Regions from separate parts of the Triticum aestivum genome. Here region 2 is linked to region 1. Evidence: chromatin contacts called from public Hi-C data. All regions are on one chromosome and are shown on one strand. Each heading gives the region's core, a stretch centred on a gene start, on an enhancer-like site or on the middle of the called end of the contact. The rest is flanking DNA. Distances are from core to core; before and after follow the strand shown. Region 1 holds the start of LOC123079422. Region 2 has its middle 13 kb from the start of LOC123079423.

What was found. Hi-C and Micro-C count contacts between places; a contact is called where the count stands out from the background.
Region 2: a contact with region 1 is called in a Hi-C map of leaf, with 2.7 times the contacts expected there. The contact joins the enhancer-like site here to the promoter of LOC123079422 in region 1. A contact is called at or near these places in 2 of 5 Hi-C or Micro-C datasets (both in leaf).

What each region holds. Positions count from the first base shown.
Region 1 is chr3D:434,379,446-434,387,034 of IWGSC CS RefSeq v2.1, reverse strand. It overlaps LOC123079422, which reads left to right and starts at 4,861. Exons shown (of 7, transcript XM_044502192.1): 1 at 4,861-5,279; 2 at 7,535-7,589. The coding sequence starts at 4,899.
Region 2 is chr3D:434,534,301-434,541,067 of IWGSC CS RefSeq v2.1, reverse strand. No RefSeq gene overlaps it. Among protein-coding and RNA genes, the nearest start is that of LOC123079423, 13 kb to the left of the region's middle. Within about 2 kb of position 1,882, at least 5 of the 8 cell types and tissues checked have an H3K27ac peak or open chromatin away from gene starts, as enhancers often do. A contact at or near this core is called in leaf, where this site is marked.

The sequences.
Region 1 (7,589 bases), core at 3,612-6,111:
CTCTTTACTCGTTCCGTAATGCATCATCCCGCAACTAACTCATTAGTCACATTGCTTGCAAGGCTCATAATGATGTGCATTACCGAGAGGGCCCAGAGATACCACTTTCGATACACGGAGTGACAAATCCTAATATCGATCTATGCCAACCCAACAAACACCTTTGGAGACACCTGTATAGCATCTTTATAATCACCCAGTTACGTTGTGACGTTTGATAGCACACAAGGTGCTCCTCCAGTATTCGGGAGTTGCATAATCTCATAGTCAGAGGAACATGTATAAGTCATGAAGAAAGCAATAGCAATAAAATTAAACGATCATTATGCCAAGTTCACGGATGGGTCTTGTCCATCACATCATTCTCTAATGATGTGATCCCGTTCATCAAATGACAACACATGTCTATGGTCAGGAAACATAACCATCTTTGACAAACAAGCTAGTCAAGTAGAGGCATATTAGGGAGACTATGTTTTTGTCTATGTATTCACACATGTACTAAGTTTTCGGTTAATACAATTCTAGCATGAATAATAAACGTTTATCATGATATAAGGAATTAAATAATAACTTTATTATTGCCTCTAGGGCATATTTCCTTCAGACGACCCCTAGTGGGGCCACGAGGGCCCACATGGGGCGCCACCCCCTATGGAAAGGCCCTAGGTCGAACCCTAATAGGAGGGAGTCCTTCCCTCTTCCACCAAGTGGAAGAGGAGAAGTAGGGCATGTTTGGTTGACACCCTGGAGACCATGCCTGATAAAATTGAATGCCTGGACTAGGCCTGAGATGTTGTTGTGTTTCTGCCTGGCCAGGCGAGGAGTGTTTGCTTCGTGGCTAGGCCTAGGTGTGTTAAATATATTAAAATATTATAAACCATGCCACTACCACTAGTAGAAAACAGGGCTTTGGTCACAGCTCAATGTACACATTAGTCCCGGTTGCATTACGAACCGTGACTAATGTGAGCATTAGTCCCGATTCGAGCGGCTAGAGCGTCGGCAAGGCATTAGTCCCGGTTCAAATGGGACCTTTAGTCCCGGTTTGAGACACGAACCGGGACTAAAGGGTGCGATGCCCTTTAGTCCCGGTTCGTATCTCAAACCGGGACTAAAGATTAGACCTTTAGTCCCGGTTGAGACACGAACCGGGACTAAAGGGTGCGATGCCCTTTAGTGCCGGTTCGTGTCTCAAACCGGGACTAAAGGGGTTCGTGTCTCAAACTCTACCCCCTCCCCCCGTGTATCGCCATTTTAGTTTTGATAAAAACAAAAAAATGATAAAAACTTCAAAAATTAAAATCCTTCGAGATGTAGTTATATTACTACATCTAGTAGTTAGGAAAATTTAAAAACTTAAATTTGGACATGTTTTGCAAAAAAGTGTTATGAAAAAGTAAAACGGCTATAACTTGTGCATACGATGTCGGAAAAAAAGTATAATATATCAAAATGTTCAGCACGAAAATCTGCATCCAATTTTGACCGCCATAGGCCGTTTTGCAAACTTTTAGAATCCTCAAATTCTAAAAGGAAAAAAGTTATGCTCAAAATTCAGTTTTTTTGAATTTTGGTTAAATCTGGTCAAACTATGGTCAAACTACTTATTCAAGAAGTATTAGTGTTAATAAATAATTATTCCAGAATATTAGTGTTGCTAAATAATTATTTCAGTTTTTTTTTGAATTTTGGTCAAATCTGGTCAAACTATGGTCAAACTATGGTTAAACTATGGTCAAACTACTTATTCAAGAAATATTAGTGTTACTAAATAATTATTGTTTTTTAGAATAATAGTTTCAAATTCAAACAGTGAAACGTGTGACTTTATGCTCAAGCTAAACTCCTGAGGGTTAATATAATTGACATCTTACTATTGTCAGGAAAACAACAAGTGCAGACTTGGAAACTAGGCGGAATAGAACTCGAAAGTTAAGCGTGCTCAGTCTGGAGTAGTGACAGGATAGGCGACCGGCCGGGAAGTTAGACAATTTGGAATGATGAGGGGTGATTAGAGAATAGAGATTATATTTTAAATTGAGTAGTGATGAGGGGTGATTAGAGATTAAATTATAAAATAATTCAGAAATTTAAAAATCGGGAAAAAAAATTGAAAACAAAATTTCAAAAAAATTCCTTTAGTCCCGGTTGGTGTTATCAATCGGGAATAAAGGTGGAGCTCCAGACAGCGGCCACGTGGAGGGCCTTTAGTCCCGGTTCGTAACAGAACCGGGACTAAAGGGGAGGGGGCTTTAGTCCCGATCCTTTTGTCCCGGTTCCAGAACCAAGATTAAAGGCCCGTTTTCTACTAGTGTACTCACATGTACTTTCTGCTATTATAAATTGGGTGACAAGAGGATTACCATCCAAGGCACATCCAGAGGTGTGGTTCGGGTCGCCTGGTCGCCTGGACCAGGCTAATAACGCATTCAGATTTTAGCGTCCGGGCTAATGACGCGCTCCATTTTTCCAGGCTAGGCTACTATCGGATCTTCAGGATACCAATCAAACAAAGTACAGACAGCTCCTAGGCAAGCACCGTACCAGGTAGTTTTGCTCCAGGGCAGCAACCAAACAGGCTCGTACTCCCTCTTCTTGGGGCGCCTCCTCCTAGTCCACCGCCTATATATATATGTAGGGAAGCCTTGCTCTTGGGACACATCAAATCCAAGAGCCTCTCCCCCGCATAGCTCCACGCTTTCCCGGTCTAATTGGTCTAAGTGTTCAGCATCCTATTTAGAAGGGCTCTAATTTTGATCTAATTGATCTAAGAGAATTAGACTCCTAATCAGACGAGAAGCCTCGTTAGGCTTTCTCTAGTTTCCTCATAGTAGTTCTTCCTGAACGCCGAATCTCTACCGGACTACTACTTCGGAACGCGTGGATACCTCAGAGGGGTCATCTACTCCGATTCTTGTCTTGGAGAACATTCTCGCGGGTGGGAGGTGTAACCTAGCTGCGGGAATCGTTACACTTCACCGACTCTTCACTGCTTCCACTACTTTGCTAGTCGGTGAGTTTGATTGTTACCACAATTTTCATAGTGTTCCTGTGTGTGATCGTGTAGCATAAATTTTGGTGCGCAGCACATTTCCCTACAGACATTCACCCATTAGTTTTCCCATGTATTTTTAATGTTGAATTGAGTTTCGCTAAGGCAGAAATGAAGCATTGTGTCAAATTATTCTTCGGGGTTAAGGTGGTACTTCCTCCGTTCCCTTTATTAGCCCCTTTGTATTTTGTGTTAAATTTTGAGCATAGATTTAAATACTAAAATGTAATTTATATGCCACGGAAATTATATCATAAGATTAGTATTCGAAAGTAATTTGCAAGTGGTATACGATTATATTTTGCTAGTTAAATCTAAGGTCAAAACTTGACCCAAAATAATAAGGGACCAAATAAATTCAAAGAAAGAAAGTAGCTATGAATTACAAAGAGAAGTGTTTTTTTAAATCACTGTAACACATATAACGTTTGTAATACATATACTAAGGGACGGACGCCGTTCCTCCGCTCCCTAGTTAGGGTTTGGATTTGTAAGTCGTGGTGCGCCGTTGGGGTGGTGGGAGCGGTGTCCGGACGAATAAATCTGCCTCAACTCCACTCCCACACCGGCGGTGTCCTTCATGGCGGCGTCTCGGAGTTGGTGGCATCGTGTGTTCGTCGATCCTTCAGATCGGCGGCGTTAGGGTTCATGGATGGTGTCGGCGAGGCAGCGGCGGTAACTCCATCAGGTGTGTCTCTCCTTCTGCTCTGTCCCCGTTGCTGCGGCGTTGTCTCCTACGCCATGGTGGAGCAGGGAGGTTTTGTCATCCAGGAGTACGCGCAGATGCTTGTCTACACAAGTGACAGCTGGAAGATAGTGCATCTTGTGCTGGGTTTGTGGTTGGAGGCTGACAGTTCTGGTTTTCTCCTCCGACGTTGTAGTCGTGCGGGGGTGTCAGTTCTGGAGTTCGACGGCGTGTCCGGGGACACGTTGCCCCGATCTGATTCTTTCAACGACAATGGTTTTGTTTTAGGCAACTACTTTGGAGGTCCGTAAAGCTGCTGATCAGCGATGGAGCCGCGTCGAGCTCGGGTGAAGAGGTGATGTGTCTCCTTTTCCTTAATGGAGAGGGCCAGGCGCTGTTTTTTTTTGCATAGGATTATCCTATCTTTTCAGTCTGTAATGTCGATATTTACGTGGCTTGTAACTGAATCTTTATGTTATTAATGAGACAAGTATTACTACGCAAAAAAAAGTAGTTGTAAAGGTGCTTCTCTAAGAGGTTTGAACAAATATGCTCCGCTGAGGCTGAGGCCCAACAAAAAATCGAGCTCACAGTGGGCCGTTTGTAATGCATGAGGAAGAAGATTTTTCTCGAATACGCACGAGTGTGCATATCAGTCATGAGGAAGAAGATTTTGACACCTATAAGAATTTGGATGTATCAGCTCCAAAAGAAAAGAATTTGGATGTCATTTTTTTCTATAAGTGTGTATTCGTAAGGACTTGTGATATTTAATATATGACTTTAGCCCTTTATCCGCAAAAAGAAAGAAAAATCTCATGGCTTAATTTTTTCCTCAACTCCTCAAAACCTCTAAAAAAATCTTTATTTGCAATTAGACGTTTTGCAAGTGTGTTTACGGTTAAATTGACATCTTCCCCACACAACTAGAGTAATCAAGGAGTATCATTAAGTGCAAGCTTTTCCATTGGACGGTGAAACCACTCCGGGGCCCAGAGCCACACGGTACAACCAAAAACATTTGCGTACCAAACACCGCTGCTGCCTTCACCGTGCTGGCTGGCCATTTTTGACACGGAAGTGCGTTACCGGCACCACCAGGTTCCCCGCATATAAAAAAAGCTCCCAGATCAAATTCCCCCCGAACCGCACACCACCATGGCAGTCTCCAAGCTCGCCGCCGTGTCTCTGCTGCTGGTTTCGGCCTCGCTCGCGGCCGTGCTGCTCCTCCGCCCCTCCGGCGCAGACGATGGCGGCGCCCCGTGGGGCGCGGGCAGCGGAATCCTCACTTCCCTGCCGTTCAGTCCCACGGACGTCCTGCCCCTCCTGCCGCGGCGCGTGGCGATGGCGGCCCTCCGGGCGCTCCGCGGCGCGTCGGACATCTTCCCGGTGTTCGTGGGCGCGGCGACGGCCGGGCCGGCGCAGGCGGGCACCGCGCCCGTGGGCTGGAAGGGGGCCTGCTTCTACGAGAACGAGGCCTGGCTGTCCTTCCACAACGACTCCGGCTCCAAGTACGGCGGCGGCACGGTCCACCTCAAGGTACGGCACGGTGCTTCCCGCAAAGTCCGCCGCAGAGGACGGTCGCCGCGAACTGCTGAGAGCTTACTTCGGGATAGGCGTTTCCTCATTTTTTTAACTTCCGGATAGGTATTCTGTTTTATTTTCTGATGAATCAAGATCGGGAGACGGGTTTTCACTTCTTTTATTATCTTCCCATGTGATTGCGGATAGAAATGAAAATGCATCGTGGCTGCGGGAGGGACACGCGCGCCACTTAACTGCATCCTCAACTGCCGTGTCCAACTCACCGAGTTTATGACGATGACACGTCGCAATTTAGTACTACCACTCCACTTTTTTACGCAAACAAGACAGTACTAGCAGTGTGTATATCCTTGGAATATGCCAGAAATATGTGCAAACCATTTTTGATCCGCCTCGTGAACTATTCTCGCTGGCTTGGTATCTACGAAACTCTAAACCAAATGGAAATGGAGCAGAACAGCATCGCAAGCCTCGAACCGTCGTTGTTGTTACCTCGAGCAAGGCGCACGCAACGCAACACGACGGTCAACTCGATGCGGAAGCAACAAGCGAGGAGCCGCTACCAACAAGCAAACCTTGCAAACCTCACAAAATTTCCTCCTCCCTTTGTTTCAAGCCTCAACCCCGCATCTGAATTCCTTGGCGCGGCGGCGGCCGAACCCTAGCCCCCCGCCATGGGAGCCTCGAGGCTCAAGCTCCTCCTCCTCCCTCTCCTCGTCGCCGCCCTCCTGTTCGCCGCCTCGCGCGGCCCGCTCCCGCAGCTCCTGCTGCTCCGCGCCCCGGTGCTCCCCGGCGACCTCCTCCCGCTCTTGCCGTGGCCGGTGGCCCAGCCGCTGCTCCGCCGCCTCGCGCTGCGGAGCCCCGCCGACCTCCTGCCGGCCTTCGTCGGCGCCGCGCGCGTGCCCGGGGGCGACGGCGCGCGCGCCGCGGAATGGAAGGGGGCCTGCTTCTACGAGAACCGGGCGTGGATGGAGTTCCGCGACGCCAACGGGACCGACGGGGGCCTCGGGGGCGGCACGGTCCATCTCGAGGTGAACGCCGGTGCGAGACCCACCTCGCGTTGCTTATTATTATACTCGCTTTTGGGTACGGTCGGGTGGATGGTAGAACCACTTTCTCTCCTAGTGAGGTAATGGGGAACTCGTCAGGGTGTAATTTGTTATCCATAACTTCTGGAACGATCTTACACGATTTTGGTATTTCCAGTATCGCCATATCGAACACAGGGATTCCTAGTTTTGAGCAGTGGCCTGTAGGTTTGGTAAATGGGTTGATTTCATTATTGCCCAATTGTGGCAGTTGTTGCTTTTTTTAGTATACTTCTTAGTTGTGTCCCCTTGCGTGATCAAAACTTGGTTCCTGTTAGTTTATAATTGTGGGGAACATAACTAGTCCTTATCCGGATTGGGCTAAAAAAATAATTATAATCACGGCAAAGTACATGCACTGGTCTATCATGTTTTATGGCTGTTAGCATCCTGTCATCATTTAGATTGGAAGCTATAATTGCACTATAGGGAATTGCAATTCTCAGGAATGAGAACTCGAAGCAGTCATCAATGGGTTAGATTTTTAATCAGTAAGGTCCACATACATGCTTAAGGTTGATATTTGTTTTTCAAATAGATTCTTAATTTACATGCTGACAGCAACTGGGGTCCACTAGAAGAGCGGTTCAAACTTTTTATCCTGATTAACTGGCTCTCCCTTAACGACTTGTTCCAAAGGCTGATCCTAATGACACAGAGAGCAAACTATTTTCTAATCCTAACAACACCGAGAGCAAACTATTTTGCTACTTACTATTGAAAGGCAGTATGATATGTTCCAACCTATTGCTTGATTGTTAAATCCTATCCGTAGTACAATGCATACAAGAGCAAGGTATCATGTGTTCTCATCAATTTTATGCCGTAAGGATGGATGGGGGAAATCCGACTTGCATCTTGAGACTTATATTGGGTATTCATGCAATCCATGTTTGTTCTAACTTTCAGTAGCCAGAATTATCTTCCATGTGATGTTTGTTGTCTTGTTTTTATTAGATTAAAGGCAGTATTCATTTGTTTTTAAAGTTCGTGGTTTGCACAATTAAAGCCTATTGCTCAACTTTTTTTTTATGATTTTAGATTAGAAAGCTAAATACTACCCTGACTACAAGTTAAAATAGTATTTCTCTTTTCCCTCCTTTATACAAACATCTTCCCTGTCTTACTACCCATTTTGAAACTAACCTTTCCTTTCTGTAGACAACGAAAGCACATAGCTGGACTTGCATGGATCTTTATGTGTTTGCAACTCCGT
Region 2 (6,767 bases), core at 633-3,132, 160 kb before region 1:
TCGGTCCGGGCCATCACTGGCAGGCCGACGTGGCATGCACCCCTAATTCAGGACTCCAATAGTAGCCTTCAAGCTGAGGATGTTGGATATCTTCTTCGAGATGACTTTATACGCTTGAGTCTTTGGCTTCATAGGCAAGTTCCATTCTCCATGCTAAGGTATTCTTGGCTTTTCTATTCGTTGACCATGCGTTCTCCATGGTAATGCGAGACACCTTCCAAAGAGATCCCCTTTCTTCATAGTTTACTGAACCCGAGCGATCGATCTCGCCCTCGCACTACGTATTGAGCCCAAGCGATCGATCCCTCGCGCTATGTACTAAACCCGATCGATCCCTTCGCTGCTAACTGAATCCGAGTGATTCCTTCACTGCTATTTGAACCCCCATCGATCCTTCTCGCTGCTTACTAAAGTCGATTGAGCCCCCGTACGAGACGTACGTAGCCGGCCAGTGTTCGGTTGTCTCTCGATGAACAATGCCCGTTGCTGCCGCGCGCGCGATACGTAAAATGAGTCGAGACTTGCATCGATCGAGCCCTTGCGCGAGACGTGGTGAGTCGACCTAGCCGGTTGGTTGGCTGTGGATGAAAAGTTCCCGCTGCTGCAGCCCGCTCGTATGCCCCACCCAAGTCGGTGGGGTTTGGATGAATAGGACCCCGTGGTAGTAGGCGGTTGCCGCTGGATGAACATGACCCCGAGGAGGCTGTGGCGCGATACGCTACACCCCAGCCGGTTGGGGTGGATTTACAGGACCCCGTGGAGGCTGGATAAACAGTGGCCGGTGGAGGGTGGAGGAAGTCGAAGGTGGATGAACAGTAGCTGGTGGAGGCTGGAGGAAGTCGAAGGTGGATGAACAGTAGCTGGTGGAGGCTGGAGGAAGTCGACGGTGGATGAACAATAGCCCATGGAGTTCCGCTTTGTGGTACGTCAGACCCCTCTCGATGAACAGGACCCCGTTTCGACCATAGGCGGTTGGTGAGAAGTCACTTTCCTTCATTTTGCGGTACACCACACCCCTCCTGATAAACATGACCCCTTTTTGACCCTAAGTGGTTGGAGAGAAGTTTGTTTGCTCTGTTTTGCTGTACCAGACCCCTCCCAATGAACAGGACCCCGTTTCGACTTTCCACCCAAGCCGGTTGGCTCCCGATGAACATGGAGCATTCCGACCCAGTCTGTTGCCTCCCGATGAACACAATGATATTTCTCCGTTCCGACCCAGTCGGTTGGATGCCGATGAATATGATGCCATTGTTGTACGCGTTCGAGACCACGCCCGTATGTACATACATGGCTGTCTTTTTTACAGCGTGGTTGTACGTACCTGTGCATGATTTAGACAGGACTGCGTGAACAACTACGTACGGGGCACCACCGCAACACGTGCCGCTCCTTACACGGCCACGGTTCATGAGACCGATCGATCAGTATGTACGTACAGTATTGCGACCAGACAAATAACCGTACGTACGCTTCGACCTGGTGGATCCCAACTGCGAGGAAGTAAATCCGTGCCTCTAGCGAAAAAAATAAAACACATTTTTTCATTTCCGAGAGGCACGCCCGTACCTTTCGTGAAAGCAAAACCGTGCCTTTTGCTAAAGAAAAAAAATGTTTTTTAGAAAAGAAATTAGAAAAATATATTTTTGTCCAAAAGATAAGAAAGACTAGTAGAAAACCAAAAAGCCGAAAAACCCATCTAAAAAGCCTAAAAGCATGCGAAAAAAAAATCCAAAGGAGCGCCCAGAGCGCAACATGTGACGGCAGCTGAGAATGCGCCAAATGATGCCAAATGATGCGCTCAGCCCATCCGGGTGATCGTTGCGGAGCTCCCAAAGGAGTACTCGGCAGTTAGTTGCTCCCCCGAAGCCATCGTGAATATGACCGGATGCGCTGTAGTCTAAACGGGCCGGCCCATTTTATCGCTACCTGAACCGGTCAATAGGCTCTACCTGGGCGCGTCTGCTGTGGTGATTCACGGATTTGCTAAACCAGAAACGATTTGAGGTTGGCTAAAAAAACGCTTTGAGGCCGTGAGTGCCTATTCCTCGACCTGTGCGGGGTGTAACGAGCAAAGGCGCACCCCATCCGCACACATTGGGCCAGCCCGTTGATGGCCCGCACGCCTGTGTTTCTTTATTGCTTTTGTGTTTCATTTTTTTCATTTTTGTTTTTAAAGAAACATTCGGGTTTTCAATTTTTTAAACTTTTAAAAGTGTACGCGCATTAGAATGTCCGCAAACTCGGGCTTTTATTTTTGAAAAACTAAATTTTTGTATTCAACTTTTTTACATGATTTGGGAAATGTTTGCGAATTTAAAATAATTATTGGTGTATTAAAAAAACATCTTCACAAATTCAATTTTTTATGAGTGCAAAAAACTGCTCATAAATTAAAAAAATATCCGTGAGTTCGTAAAATGTTCATGACTTTAAAAGTGTTTGTGATTTCGAAAATTTTCATGAAATTCAACATATGTTCTTGAGTTCACTTTTTTTGACTAATTATTTTTTTTCTAAAGTTTGAGAAATGTTCACAAATTTTTACAATAGGTCATGAAGTTCAAAATATATTGTTGAGTTCGGTAAAAGTTCACTAATTGTTTCTTTCACAAATTTCGTAAAAATATCAGCAAATTTGATTAACGTTCTGAAATTCAAGAATTGTTGATGATGTTTAAAATAGGTTCACGAATTTTCTGAAAAATGTTGAGAATTTGAGAAAAAATGTCCCGAAATTCAGAAAATGTTCACGGATTTCAATATTATTCCCGAATTTGAAAAAAATGTTGATAAATTTAAAAATCATTCGCGATTTTGGAAAACATCATGCATTCATACAAATCGTGATTTAGAAATTTTTTATGAATTTAAAAGTTGTTTTCGTATTTGAAAAATAAGAAAAACAGGAAAGTAAGCAAAATGACAAAAAAGGAAAAATCTAAGAAAATAGAATAAAAAGTAAACCGGCAGAAAAAATGCAGACACAACCTGGCGGCCCATTCACACGGGCGGGGTTACGCCTTTGGTCGCTATCCCACAACCCGTGCGGGTAATAGTATCTGCCCTTGAGGTGCTTGCATGCCACCACAAAGCTCTTTCGTTGGTGCCCCTAAAGAAAAAGCTCTTTCGTTGGTTATATAAAAAAAAAGCTCTTTTGTCGGTCAGCAATATACGAATTAGGAGGATGAGAATCGCCAACGATTGCTTGTTGGTTATCGCCAGCCTGAAGGAGGGAAACTGGGGAAGCCATGCTCAGGTCACTCATGAAATTCATGCTCGGACAAAGGATTCCACGAAGTTCAGTTTTGTCACGAGAAGAGAGAAAGCAAAAGGGAGGCCAGCCGGCCGATACGTCTGGCTTCTACGGCCGCCGGACGGAGCAGGGATTTATGTAAATCTAGTTGTGTAAGTCAGTTTCAAAGTATAAACAAAAGCTAAACAACCGAGCACATGATCAACGAAACCGTACGTGTGATGCCTTGGTCAGTGGAAGAATCTGACCGACCAGGCAAGGTTACTACCACATTACCAGAGATTCCACCAGTGCCCCTACGTTTACACAGCAAAAGTAGAATCGGTACCCCTTTCAAATGACTCGTTTCATCGATCCTTGCACGCCCGTGAAGTGTTCAAGATTGTCGGTGTTGGTTCAGTATAATAAAATCAGATTTGCACGCGCTCAAGATCGTGTGGTAGGTCAACCATGCACATCGCCTCACCTGCAGAGCGCCCTCCTGTTCGGTCGTGTGTCTTGGAAAAGGTCGTCAGCGACCATGACCCTGTGCGATGATTTCATATCGCTGGAGCCGCTGCTCGAGGAGTGAACATGTTTTTTTTTTAATTCGAAACGGAAGGAGTGAACATATCATTCACCGAGGAATAACATGAGTTTACTTTCAGGAAAAAAGAAGTAGGTAGCAGCCTGAACGCTTCTGTCCGTACACATGGGTCTTCGTGAGAAATCGAATGGAGTTCAGAACAGAAGCCTCTTAAGCCTTGCTTGATGGCCGTTTTGCAGGTCAATCTGGGCGTAAATTACGGACCTGAAAAGTACATTGTTTCTGAAAAATGTCCACTTGAATTGTCGTATTAGGTCAATTAGGGCATCTCCAACGCAACTCTCCTAAAGGACATAGTATATGTCTGTGGACTGGTCCGGACTCGTCCACGGATATTGACAATGAAGCTGACCATCCAATCATTCTTCACGATCATGTTGTGTGTGATCGCACAACATGTCATCATCTGCCGCAAGATATCCAGATCACATATTTTTGTAGGTCATCGAACAACTGCATTTATACAGAAAGCAGTTTGCATAGAAGGGCGCGTTTGGTAGGCTGCATTAGGTCAGGCCAGGCCCGGCGGGATGAAAATGGTAACAATACAATATATGTCTCGCTACCCTTACTGTTGCTGGGTGAGGACACCGCAAGATTGAACCCATCACAAAGCACCTCTCCATTGCAAGAAAAACCAATCTAGTTAGCCAAACCAATCGATAGATCAGAGAGAAATACAAAGCTATCTCAATCATGCATAAAAGAGTTCAGAAAAGACTCAAATAATATTCATAAATAATCTGATCATAAATCCACAATTCATCGGATCTCAACAAATGCACCGCAAAAAAAGATTACATCGAATAGATTTTCAAAAACATCGAGGAGAACATTGTTGAAGATCAAAGAGAGAGAAGAAGCCATCTAACTACTAGCTATGGACTCGTAGGTCTGTGGTAAACTACTCACGCTTCATCGGAAGGGCAGCGAGGTTGGTGTAGAGGCCCTCCGTGATCGAATCCCCTCCCGCGGAGTGCCGGAAAAGACCCCAAGATGGGATCTCACGAGAACAGAAGTTTGCGGCGGCGGAAAAATATTTTTGGTGTGCCATCTGAGATAGGGGGGATATTTGGGTATTTATAGAAGCGGAGTTAGGGTTAGCAGATCCACGGGGGGCCCACAAGCCCCCTGGCCACGCGCCCCCAGTGCTTGTGGCCCCCTCGTGGGTCTTCTGGCCTCCTCCCCAAGTCTCGTGGGTTTCTTCTGGTCCAAGAAAAATTATCGTAAAGTTTTATTCTGTTTGAACTCCGTTTGGTATTGATTTTTTTGTAAAAGTCAAAAACAAGAAAAAACAGCAACTGGCACTGGGCACTAGGTTAACAGGTTAGTCCAAAAAAATATATAAAATAGATAATATAATAGCATGGAACAATAAAAAATTATAGATACGTTCACTAGTACACGTCGGTGCTATACAAACGGTTTTTAACCCCTTTCCGCGACGGCATTTGAAACCGTCGCCTAGTGAGTGTGGGCGATAGGGGGGTCCTTCCCACACGACCCAGAAACCATCGGGGATATGTCTTCCTGGCACACACGCTCGGCAAAATAAGGTCGTGTGCGACCGGTGAGCGCTCAAATACGGAAATACGTACAGTAGAGCTAAAAAAATTACAATTATATAGACGAAATTGTTTCCGGTGGCAAGTACATCCCACACAGTCAGCCCCGCTAAATGTCCGTTTCGTATGTACATCCCATACAGTCGCTTCAAGGAAAACGTTTCCGTTCACAGGTACATCACACACAATTTTCCCCGCTAAATCGTTTGTGATAGCGTTGCCATTGCACACGATATTAACAATTTATCGTTTGCGTTATTGAATGCATCACACACGGTCCGTAGAAGAAACTGTGTGGCAAAGGCTGTCCATCACACACAGTTTTTTCTCCTTCTTCCCCTAGTTACTTTGATTACCTCTTGTAATCCTCCTTTGTACTTGTACTGTAACTCTTTTACTCAATAAAGTGATGATATGCTGTGGGGGTTTCCCCTACAGTTCCAGTCAAAAAAAGGCTGTCCATCACACACAGTTTATGTGGTAAACGTTTGCGCAAGGTGGCCTAACGCAAACAGTTTTCAAGAGAAAGTCATGTGATTTTGTTCATTGATCCAACACGGTTTATTCCTAGGAACTGTGTGCGTTGCCTGAGGTCATCGCCCACGGTATTTTTTTCAATAACCGTTTGCAATAGCAAAACTCAGTTAGCAGGCTAATTCGCCATTAGCAGGCTAATTGCCCTATTATTAATAATCCATTTATTAATCTAATTGACATTCATATTAAGCACATAATATATTTCATTTTCATATTAAGAAAGCAGAATTTCATAATTGAAATACATCAGTACAACATGATATAGCTTCAGCACTCAGCTACCCCATTACACAACTGCACCAGCACCAAGTTTCACATGCAACATGTAGAACTTTTCGAAATTAGCATCATATATGGTATATAGACAGTTGCATCTCATCTGGAAAACTACCGAAGCGGAAGGCGAATATTGAGCCTTCATTCATGTTGAAGGTCTTTGCAACTTTAGGCCAGTGCCTGTGGATGATTGACCGTCCGTCCTTCTTCCTCTTCAGGAACGCTTCAATATTGAACCGTGGGTGTTGTATGAAAACCTTCCTCGCCTCCTGACCATAGAGGTGGTTTGAGAGGTAATCATCAGTGAACTGCTTTGGAAAGGCCTGAAAATAAGGATGTGCATAAATATTTCCTCTATATAGGAAATGGGGCAAAGGAATAAAAAAGGCAAGGTATAATAGTTTGTACCATCTTGTTGTGAACTGATGTCTTCTTCATTATGCAGACAAAGATCTTGTTTTTTTTGTCAGTAATTTCTTTATCCTAACAATCTTTTTGAGTTTCTTGATTTGATTGATATTCATGGACAACTCATTTCCCCATATGC